Linked DNA regions of Zea mays: all the other regions are linked to region 3. A link is a contact called in public Hi-C data. All regions are on one chromosome and are shown on one strand. Each heading gives the region's core, a stretch centred on a gene start, on an enhancer-like site or on the middle of the called end of the contact. The rest is flanking DNA. Distances are from core to core; before and after follow the strand shown.

Region 1 (3,039 bases), core at 396-2,895, 160 kb after region 3:
CTTTGAGATCCTCCATGCTCGGTAGGCACTGCTTCACAGCTTTGTTTGAAGTGTACTCCTTGGCCCAGCGGCGCAGAGCAGGGAAGTCATCGTCCTCGTCGCCCACCAAGCTCATGCCGGTCATCTCTTCGAACACAGCTATCCAACGAGACAGTCCACTGAGTGCTATGTCCAGGTAGCCGACGGAGTCGCCACCAAAGAACCTCTTGCCGTCAAGCTGCGCCTCCAGGAGCGCCAGGTTCTTCTTCGTCTCCTGGAGGAACCCCTCCCGCAGCTCGCCCTCCGTCAAGAAAGACAGAACTAACGGCCTCCGGCCGGCACTGCGCGCGTTCATCAGTAATTCAGATAACGCATGCAAATGCATACTGAACAGGACTGCAGTAACGATGAAGCATATGTACCTTGGTATTGAGCCCAGAAACGAGCGGCAGCGCGGCCGGCGGGGTCGCTGGGGAGGAGGGGCGACGTACTTCACGATGACGAGGGACTCGCAGACGGCGCGGTCGCCGTGCAGCAGCACCGGCACCTTCTTGTGGATGGGGTTGTTCTCCAGCAGGTCTTCTTGGATGAACTCGTAGGGCACTCCCTTGATGCGCAGGGCGGCCTCAGCACGGTGCACGAACGGGCTGGCGAAATGGCAGATGAGCTTAACATCATAATTTTATCTGCTTTCTCCTTTCTGGAGTAGCTAGCTATGTTAGCTTGGCCATACAAATTAATGTCTCGACGACAAAGAGCTGTCAGCATGCATATATCTTTCTTGCTTCTTCTTCTCCAAGAGAATGACTTGTGTTATCAGTGATATTATTATGTATGCCTTTCTTCAGTCATCAGTTGCAGCTGGCTTAAGTTGCTTCGGGCCGAGCCTACCACCTATTGAGATGGCCCATAACATATTTGGGCCTTCTTGTTCATGGTTGGGCCATGAACTTCTATTGTTTCTACTTCCCTTTAATAATGTACTACTCCCGTCTGGTAAATAATGTAATTTTGTTTTAGACTTAGCCAAAGCATCTGAAATTTAACTAACAATATGTTTGACACTGCTCAGCTTCACAAAAAACTAGCTTAGCTTTATGAACTTTAAGACCAGTTCAGTAAATTTATATAAAACAATCATATTCAAAGTTGTTTGACTTGCTATATCAGAATTGTAATGTACAAAGCAACACTTGCTTTGCGTTCTCTGTTGCTCCGTCGGGATGAACACTACGCGCTCTACACTCGTCCCGTGTCCATATGGCCAAGCCTGAGGCAGCTGTACTGTATTACTACTATCCAACGCTTGCATTTGTTCGTTGTTCTTGTCGCCAACCTGCCATTTACCCTCTGGATTTCTTTTTTTGTTTCGTGCAGGACGGCAATGCTATGCATATGTATGATGCAATTGTTTGCTAGTCATCTCCTCTCCCAAGAGATAAGAGCCCGCTTAAATGTTCTTTTAACCATCCAATTATCAATCATTGGAGCGTGACGATTTTTTTTAAAAAAAATTTGTGGTTTTTCTATAAAACTAAATTGATTTCTGTAAAGTCTGTTGGATTTAACCGGAATTCCTGGCTGCGAAGTTCTTTTGGACCTTCGAATATGATAACGGATGAGGGACGCCACATGACCCGGTGCACAGGGTCCCTGCGCCACAGAAGATACGACGAACGCATTCAAAATCCAGCTCCCCTCCGAAGTCCGAACGCTTCTTGGACGATTCTTGAAAGCGTCCAGCCACGCCGCCCTCGCCGCCGCCGCCCCCTTCCGAATCCAAAGGAACCCGAATCTCGCAACGATCACCACCACCTGACCTTCCTTGTTCGCGTCGCCCCAACCCTTGCCCGTCCAGGAGTTCAGCGAAACCTTCCCTTTCTTTGGCCTTGCCTTGCCTGCCTCCCTTCCCTCGGTCGCCGCTCGGATAAGCAACCCGGAGTCCCGGACCGCTCCAAGAAACCAATAAGTCCCCGCGCCATGGTGCTGAGGAAGCCAGCGCGCAAGAAGCCCAAAGACCCCAGCGCCGTGCCGGCCGGGGGTCCGGGAAGCAGGGGTCGCTCTGGCGGCATGGCCCCGGCGCCGCCGGCCCCCAACTACATGAGGGCGACGACCTGCTCCGGCGCCAGGTCCAGCGCCGCCGCCGCGCCGCATCCTCAGCCAGGGAGAGAGAAGGCGGTGCTGACGGCTGCGGCGCTGCGCGCGTGCAGGGCCACGTGCTCCTCCGCCATGAAGGGGCCCGGGGCCGCCGGGTCGGCGGACGCCTGCCCCTACGCGTACTGCTCCTTCAAGGGCCACGCCCACGCGGCAGCACCCGTGCCGCCCCTGGGCGCCTTCGTGGCGGCGCGGAGGCGGCTCATCAAGACGCAGCAGCGCATGAAGCTCAAGGGCGCCTCGCCGTTCCGCAACGCCGCCGCCGGTCACGGAAGCGGCTACTTCGTCGAGATACGCGCCGGCTCGGACGTGACCAGCAGCGATCTCTCGTCCGACGAAGTGGGGCGGACGGAGCACGTCGTGTTCGGTCCCCTGGGCTGCTGCGGTGGCGACGCGGAGGGTTCGGGCGCTGCTTCCGTGGACGGGTCCTGCGCGTCCAGCGACGTGATCTCGGCTGGCTCGTTTGAGCCGTCGGGGACGACCAAGCATCGCGGCCTTGAGGAGAAGAAGACCTTGGTGGACCATGGAGGGGAGGACATGGGTGACTGCAGGTCTGACATCTCCGAGGAGCTGGACGTTAAACACGGAGGAAACAATCCTCAAGGTGAGGTTTCCAGCAATGTTTCCGCGAACCGTATCGCTCGTGCGCACGTTGGAATCGAGCAGCAGTCCTTGATGCATGACGAACCATATGGCGATTTTGCAGGTGGCGTGGGTGGTGGTGCTCCAAAGGAATCGTCGGTCGATAGCGTTTCCAGCTCGCTCAGTGGGATAAGCTTTGAAGATGTTAGCTCTGCCTGTGCCTATGCAGCAGCATCCTCTCAGCAGCAGAACGGGTCGAGCATTGCCAGGAGGAGGAGAACATCTGAACAGGGTGTCAAGCGAATGCGTCCTTTCAAACCCAGG
Region 2 (2,829 bases), core at 21-2,520, 220 kb before region 3:
GTGCTGCTTGCGCTGCAACAGTGGTGAGCGTGGGCGGTAGGCGTGGCCATAAAAGAGAAGAGAAGTGAGGCAGCAATGGCGTTTCATTCGGATGTGGTAGATAGGGAGAGATAAAAGAAGACGATGCCTCTTCACCTCTCCTACAGTGGTGGAAAGATAAAGTGAGATCTCCGTGCAACGAACCCTAAGGGAGAAAGGAGAAAGCGCGGCAGCCGCAGCAGCAGGCCGACGGACGGACAGAAAGATGGATGGATGATGGATGGACAACGGGAGAAAGAGAGCAAGGAGCGCACAGGTTCGCACGCGTGCATGCGCAGGGCGGCGGCGACGAAGAAGGCCGACCACTCCCTGCCCGGTGCCTGGCGCGCCTGCCTGCTGGTACTGCCGCGGCTCATCATCCTTCACTTCATTTAAAAAGGGCGGACGGCGGAGCGGAAGCAGGAGGGGTACAGAGCGAGATCAAATCAATATAATGCTGCAGAATGCTCGGCAATCCCAACATAACCAACCCCAACTCCCATCTTGATCCCCACAATAATCCTCAATTCCCTCGAGTAGCAGACGCGAAAAATAAATTGGAAGCCGTTTTTTTCTTCCGTTTTCTCCCTTTTAATTAATTATTTATCTTTCGTCCGGCTGGACGGAGAAGGGGAGCAGGAAGAAGAACAGGAGCCACCAGCAATGGAGAAGAAACCAGCAAATCAAGAATTGAAGTCGGAGAGAGGGAGCGAGCGAGGGAGACGCTCGAATTATTGGTTACCTGGGTGAGGAGCGCGAGCTCCTCGACGCCGAAGGAGCGTGCGGCGGCGAGCGTGTCGAGCGCGAGGTCGACGGCGGCGGCGCAGTGCGTGTGCCAGCACGCGCGCTCGCCGCAGCCCGGCCGGGGCTCCCCCTTCTGCGGCACCAGGGACACCTGGCCGCTGTAGAGGAACTGCAGCAGCAGCAGGAACACCTCGTAGCTGACGGAGTTGACGGGTATGACGGCGGCGCCCGGCGCGGCGGCGGAGGCGCCGCGCGGGGAGGAGGTGCCGGACGGGGAACGCGGGCTGAGGTGGTCCAGCAGCAGCGCGCCGGGCCCGGCGGCGGCCTGCTCGGCGCCGCAGAAGAACTTGCGGAAGAAGAGGCTGCGCGCGGCCAGGATGCAGCGGTGCGCGTGCACGAGGCGGCCCTCCACGTTGAACGTGACGTCGCTGAAGGCCTGCCCGTTGATGAGCAGGTTGAGGTAGTCCATGGACAGCGACTTGAGGGTGTCCTCCATGGGCGGGCGGCCGCGCCAAGCAGCTGCTGCCTGACTCTACTCGGGTCGGTCGATCTCCCGCCTCCGATCCTGGCCCGGTCCCCCCTTGCTGGGATTCAGTCGCTAGCTGGTAGCGACTAGCGGCGCGGGTGGTACTGCTAGTGCTAGCTAGTGTGGCGGCGGAGGCTGCTGCCGAATTGGGTGGGTGGATGGATGGATGAGAGGAGGTGGAGTGGAGACTAGAGAGGCGAGGGGGACGGGGACCAGCACGGACAGAGAGCAGCTCGATCGCTTTGGCACCTGCTGCTTCGGCGACTGCCACCGACGCAGCAGCTGCTTTCTTGGCTCGATCAGCTGTGGTCCTGCTGCACGCAGACGCAGCTGCTCAAACTCGAGCCGCCGCCTGCGCTGCATCCTTCCTCCCCATCTCTTTGCGTCATCAGCTCCTTCTTCTTCTTCTTCTCTTCTGTCTGGCTGTCTGTCACCACTCACCACCACTTCCTCCTCCGATCCGATCCCTTCGGTTCTGCTTCTTCACTACTGCTACTTGTTTGTTACTTTTTTTTCTGCTTCTTTTCCCTCCGTCCTCCCCCCTCTTTCTCTTGCGCGTCTCTCTCCAGAGAAAGAGAGAGAGAGAGGTGGACTGGAGGCTAGGCTACTGTTACTGTATGTGCCAGCCCATGCCGATGGAGATTTTTTTGGAGGGGAGGGGAGGCTCAAGGCTGTGTCGCAAGGGAGGGGGTTGAGGCGTATGTATATGGGGGGAAGAGGAGGCAATCCGGGTGGCTGTCCTGCCCGCCTGGGGGCATATATAATTGGTGCGCTTAAAATATGTTGCATGTCAGGGCAGATCCAGATTAATGTAATCTGGTACGTAACATGCACGCTCACAACTTCAAACCAAGCATTTGCAGCCACCTCGTTCCATTCTAAATTACTTAAGCCCTGATTTTTAAGAAACTGGTTTATATAAATTAAGATGGTTCTAAACATACCAGTTTATAATTTAGTTTATAAAAATTAGATTCTCAGTTTCTTAAAAACCAAGAAACTGGTCTCTGCTAGCTAAAAAATTAATTTTTTTACCTTAAAACCTCGGTTGCTTCCAAACGGAGCCCTAATCCGTCACTTCTATTTTTTTATGAATATACAACTTTTATTATATATCTGAACAGAGTACTGCGTATTGCGTATATAATAACATAATAATACTCATCTACAAATAACAGTAAACAATTTGCAATTTAAAATGGCAGGAGGACGTAGCGTGCGATGGAAATCAAAAGAGTTACTTGCTTCGGCAGTTTGACCTTATAAATTAGAAATGCCATAAATGATCGAATTATCTGCTGCTCGGGCTCTTGCCTGCGCTGGCCCTGTAGCACATACTAAGAGCCAGAACGAAGGAGTGATTAAAAAAAGAACGACTGGTTTCGTTAGCTATTTGAAAGGAGGAAAAAAGAAAAGAAGCTCTTGTGAATACTGTATACACATAGTGCGTGAATAGTAGATGTGTCGGGGAAACTGATCGGTAAGTACATACAGATTTAGGGCATGTTAGGACCAGTTTTGGATTCTTTTAAGGCTCTGTC
Region 3 (2,936 bases), core at 201-2,700:
CCTGAACTTTTCCTGGAAGAGTAATGAAAAAAAAGGTCAGCTCAGCTCTGTTGCAAACTCGCAAAGAACATATGTGGACAGGCATTTAACAGGAGAATGACAAAGATGACCGACAACTGCAGAATAAGGGAGTGTTTGGTTTCTAGGGACTAATTTTTAGTCCCTCAATTTTATTCTATTTTAGTTCCTAAATTGTCAAATATTGTATCTAGCAATTTAGGAACTAAAATATAATAAAATGGAGGGACTAAAAATTAGTCTCTAGAAACCAAACACCCCTTAAAACTAACAATAGTCTGTTTGTGCTCTTTGAAACACTTCTCTATGGGCTGTGTGCATCCTGTTACAGAGATCGTGGCGTGTTCAAGATGATCGTGTCTTATCGCTCTCAGAGCAACTCCAATAGTTATGTAAATTTTAGCTCTCTAAATCACAGATTTAAGAAGTTGCTAAATGGCTTTTGGAGTAAAAAAAATGTGAGTTCTCCAATAGTTCTCTAAATATATGTTGTAATTTTGTTTTGTATTTATCCACATAAAAAATAAGTCACAAAAACTATATAATGCAGTCAACATTTTTGTTTAGGGAGTTGTTAAATGGTTGCTAAATGTAGAGAGAAAATGAGGTTAGATGACAAGTTGTTAAATTTAGAAAGTTCATTTAGAAAACTGTTGGAGAATTGTTGGAGAATAGTTTTCATGTTAACTACCTAAATTATTGATTTAGGAAGTCTTTTAGAGAACTATTGGAGTTGCTCTCAGTGCAACTGTCTTGAATTTTTGCAAAGGCTTCCATTACCGAAAAAAGTAAACAGGTAAAGAAAAAAAAAACTTCCCAGTCAGATCAGTACTATGCCGGTATGTAAAAAATGACTAAAAAACAAACTTCTAGATTAACCTATCTACAAACAAGCAGACTGATTTCCAGGTTACAGAGCAATGGATTCGTTGATGGTAGGAGCATGCACAATCAGACTGAGATCAAGCACAAAAGGTTCATCCCAAACTTTTCCAAAGCAGCTACTAGGAGCATCTAGCTCTGTTTGAACGATCCTGCTAAGCTTAAGGGAGGACATTCTCACATGAGCAGCCACGAAAAACCAGCAGAGCTTTTCTCACTATTCGTAGATGCGGTGGCATGTGGCAAGTTGGAACAGTAATTGTATCAAAATCTCCATGAATCCAGAGCTAGAGCTCCCCTTCAATGGAAGAAACGGGAGCCCATAGCTAGTAGCTCAGGCTGTCAGGCAGCTGAAGAACGTATATGAGAGTAAGTAGTTGGGGCGAGCAAGAACCTGGGACGGGTGGGGGACGAGAGTGGAGCGGTGGCGGGTCTGCTCCAGCGCGAAGTGGACGAACTTCTGGTACGAGCAGCCGGACCCAAGGCCGCCGCCGCCGCTCATTTCAGTGGTGAGAGCAAGGGGATGGAGCTTGGGAAGAGCAGAGAGGCAGGGTGGGAAAAAGCCACACGTACGCGGGGACCTTTCCGTTTGCATCCACAAGCTTTCGTCACGGATTTTTTTCGGAAAAGAAAAGCTTTCGTCTTGCGTACCAGCGTTGTAGCTAATTAATATGTGATGTAAATTTGTAACCATCATCTACTTTGAATGGTGCTTACGTTCATTATTCTTTTTGTTTGTGGGTGAACTAATCTCCCCGTTCTAAATTATAAGCTATTTTATATTTTTTAGAAAATCAAAACATCTCAGATTTGATCAAACTTATAGAAAATATTACAGATACTTATGGTATAAAAATCTGTATGCTATAAAAATACAATTGATAAAAAACTTTAATAATACTAATTTCGTACCATAAATAACATTGTCTTGTTATATAAATTTGTCAAACTTAAGATACTCTGACTTCTGGTAAAAAAGATTGAGTGGCTTGTAATTTAAGATGGAGGAAGTAATTATGAATAGTGAGATATCTCACGTGACTTTTATACCTTGTTTGACTTTAGCCCATCATTATCGTTCTTCTAAACAAACCCATATCGATTGGTAGACATGTCAAACTAGTCTTCCTAAACACTCACTCGTAAGAGCAAAATGTGCACGAAATGTTTGCGTATTTTGTAGTGCGTTTCAAGAAAGATAAAATTAAATTGTATGTCTTGTTATCGGTCGATTCATCAAAATTGTTTAGATTTTCATTGTGACACGTAGCAACGATTATTGCTCCAACTCATGCGTGTATTCCTCTTGTTGCTGGTCGCCCTCACTTCAACCTGTCTCAGCCAGCCTCCAAGACGGAGATGGCAATGACCTCCATCCTCAATTCTCCGGGGTAAATTTTTTTATTATGTCTAGTTTGAGAGCCATAAAAATGGAGGGGGTTAAAGAGGATAAAATCCTCTGCTTATTCAATTTTGAATAAGAATAAGATTTTAGCACATCTAATCCTCTCCGGTTTTTTACTCCCAAACTAGCTTTTACAGAATGGAAAAGGGAAGCTTTCATCTCCTATGGTATGTAAATAGAAAATGAGTTCATTTTTACACGAAAAACACATGAAACGAAAAAAAATCCTCCACTTCAAACGAGCCCTAAGACGAGACGGGATCCCTGTCAGAATTTATCCCCTCGGAAAACGTGGATGGGAAAGAGGTTCCTAGAGATTCTAGTGGGTAAAATTTTTCGCCACTAGAACTGAGACGGGGCTATTCCCCGATAGACCGTTGTCATCTATACTCTCATGTATAGATGACGAAAAATTTCTCATTTTGCCGCTCTCTACCGTTGACACCACCACACGGAGTACATATGGGTGTTGTGAAAAGTAATAGTAAGCAACTTGTGACAGGATTTCCGTACATATCTTCTAGTAGATAGACGCACCCAAGTTCTCAGACTGCATGTTCACTGTTGGGGCGAAGGCGAAGACGCTACCCTTCGCCAATCTCGCTGCACCAACGGAGGCAAAACGACCGGG

What was found. A called contact is a pair of places that touch in the nucleus more often than the background predicts.
Region 1: a Hi-C map of tassel shows a contact between it and region 3, with 3 times the contacts expected there. The contact joins the promoter of LOC103636296 here to the promoter of LOC542164 in region 3. A contact is called at or near these places in 3 of 25 Hi-C or Micro-C datasets (ear, leaf and tassel).
Region 2: a contact with region 3 is called in a Hi-C map of tassel, with 4 times the contacts expected there. The contact joins the promoter of LOC100272726 here to the promoter of LOC542164 in region 3. A contact is called at or near these places in 2 of 25 Hi-C or Micro-C datasets (ear and tassel).

What each region holds. Positions count from the first base shown.
Region 1 is chr8:164,800,926-164,803,964 of Zm-B73-REFERENCE-NAM-5.0, reverse strand. It overlaps LOC103636296 (calmodulin binding protein PICBP), which reads left to right and starts at 1,645. Exons shown (of 3, transcript XM_008658652.3): 1 at 1,645-2,737; 2 at 2,840-3,039. The coding sequence starts at 1,960. It also overlaps the pseudogene LOC103637457.
Region 2 is chr8:165,188,535-165,191,363 of Zm-B73-REFERENCE-NAM-5.0, reverse strand. LOC100272726 reads right to left here and starts at 1,270. Exons shown (of 2, transcript NM_001147179.1): 1 at 761-1,270. The coding sequence starts at 1,258.
Region 3 is chr8:164,965,359-164,968,294 of Zm-B73-REFERENCE-NAM-5.0, reverse strand. LOC542164 (elongated mesocotyl 1) reads right to left here and starts at 1,450. Exons shown (of 8, transcript NM_001111786.1): 1 at 1,295-1,450; 2 at 1-12. The coding sequence starts at 1,402.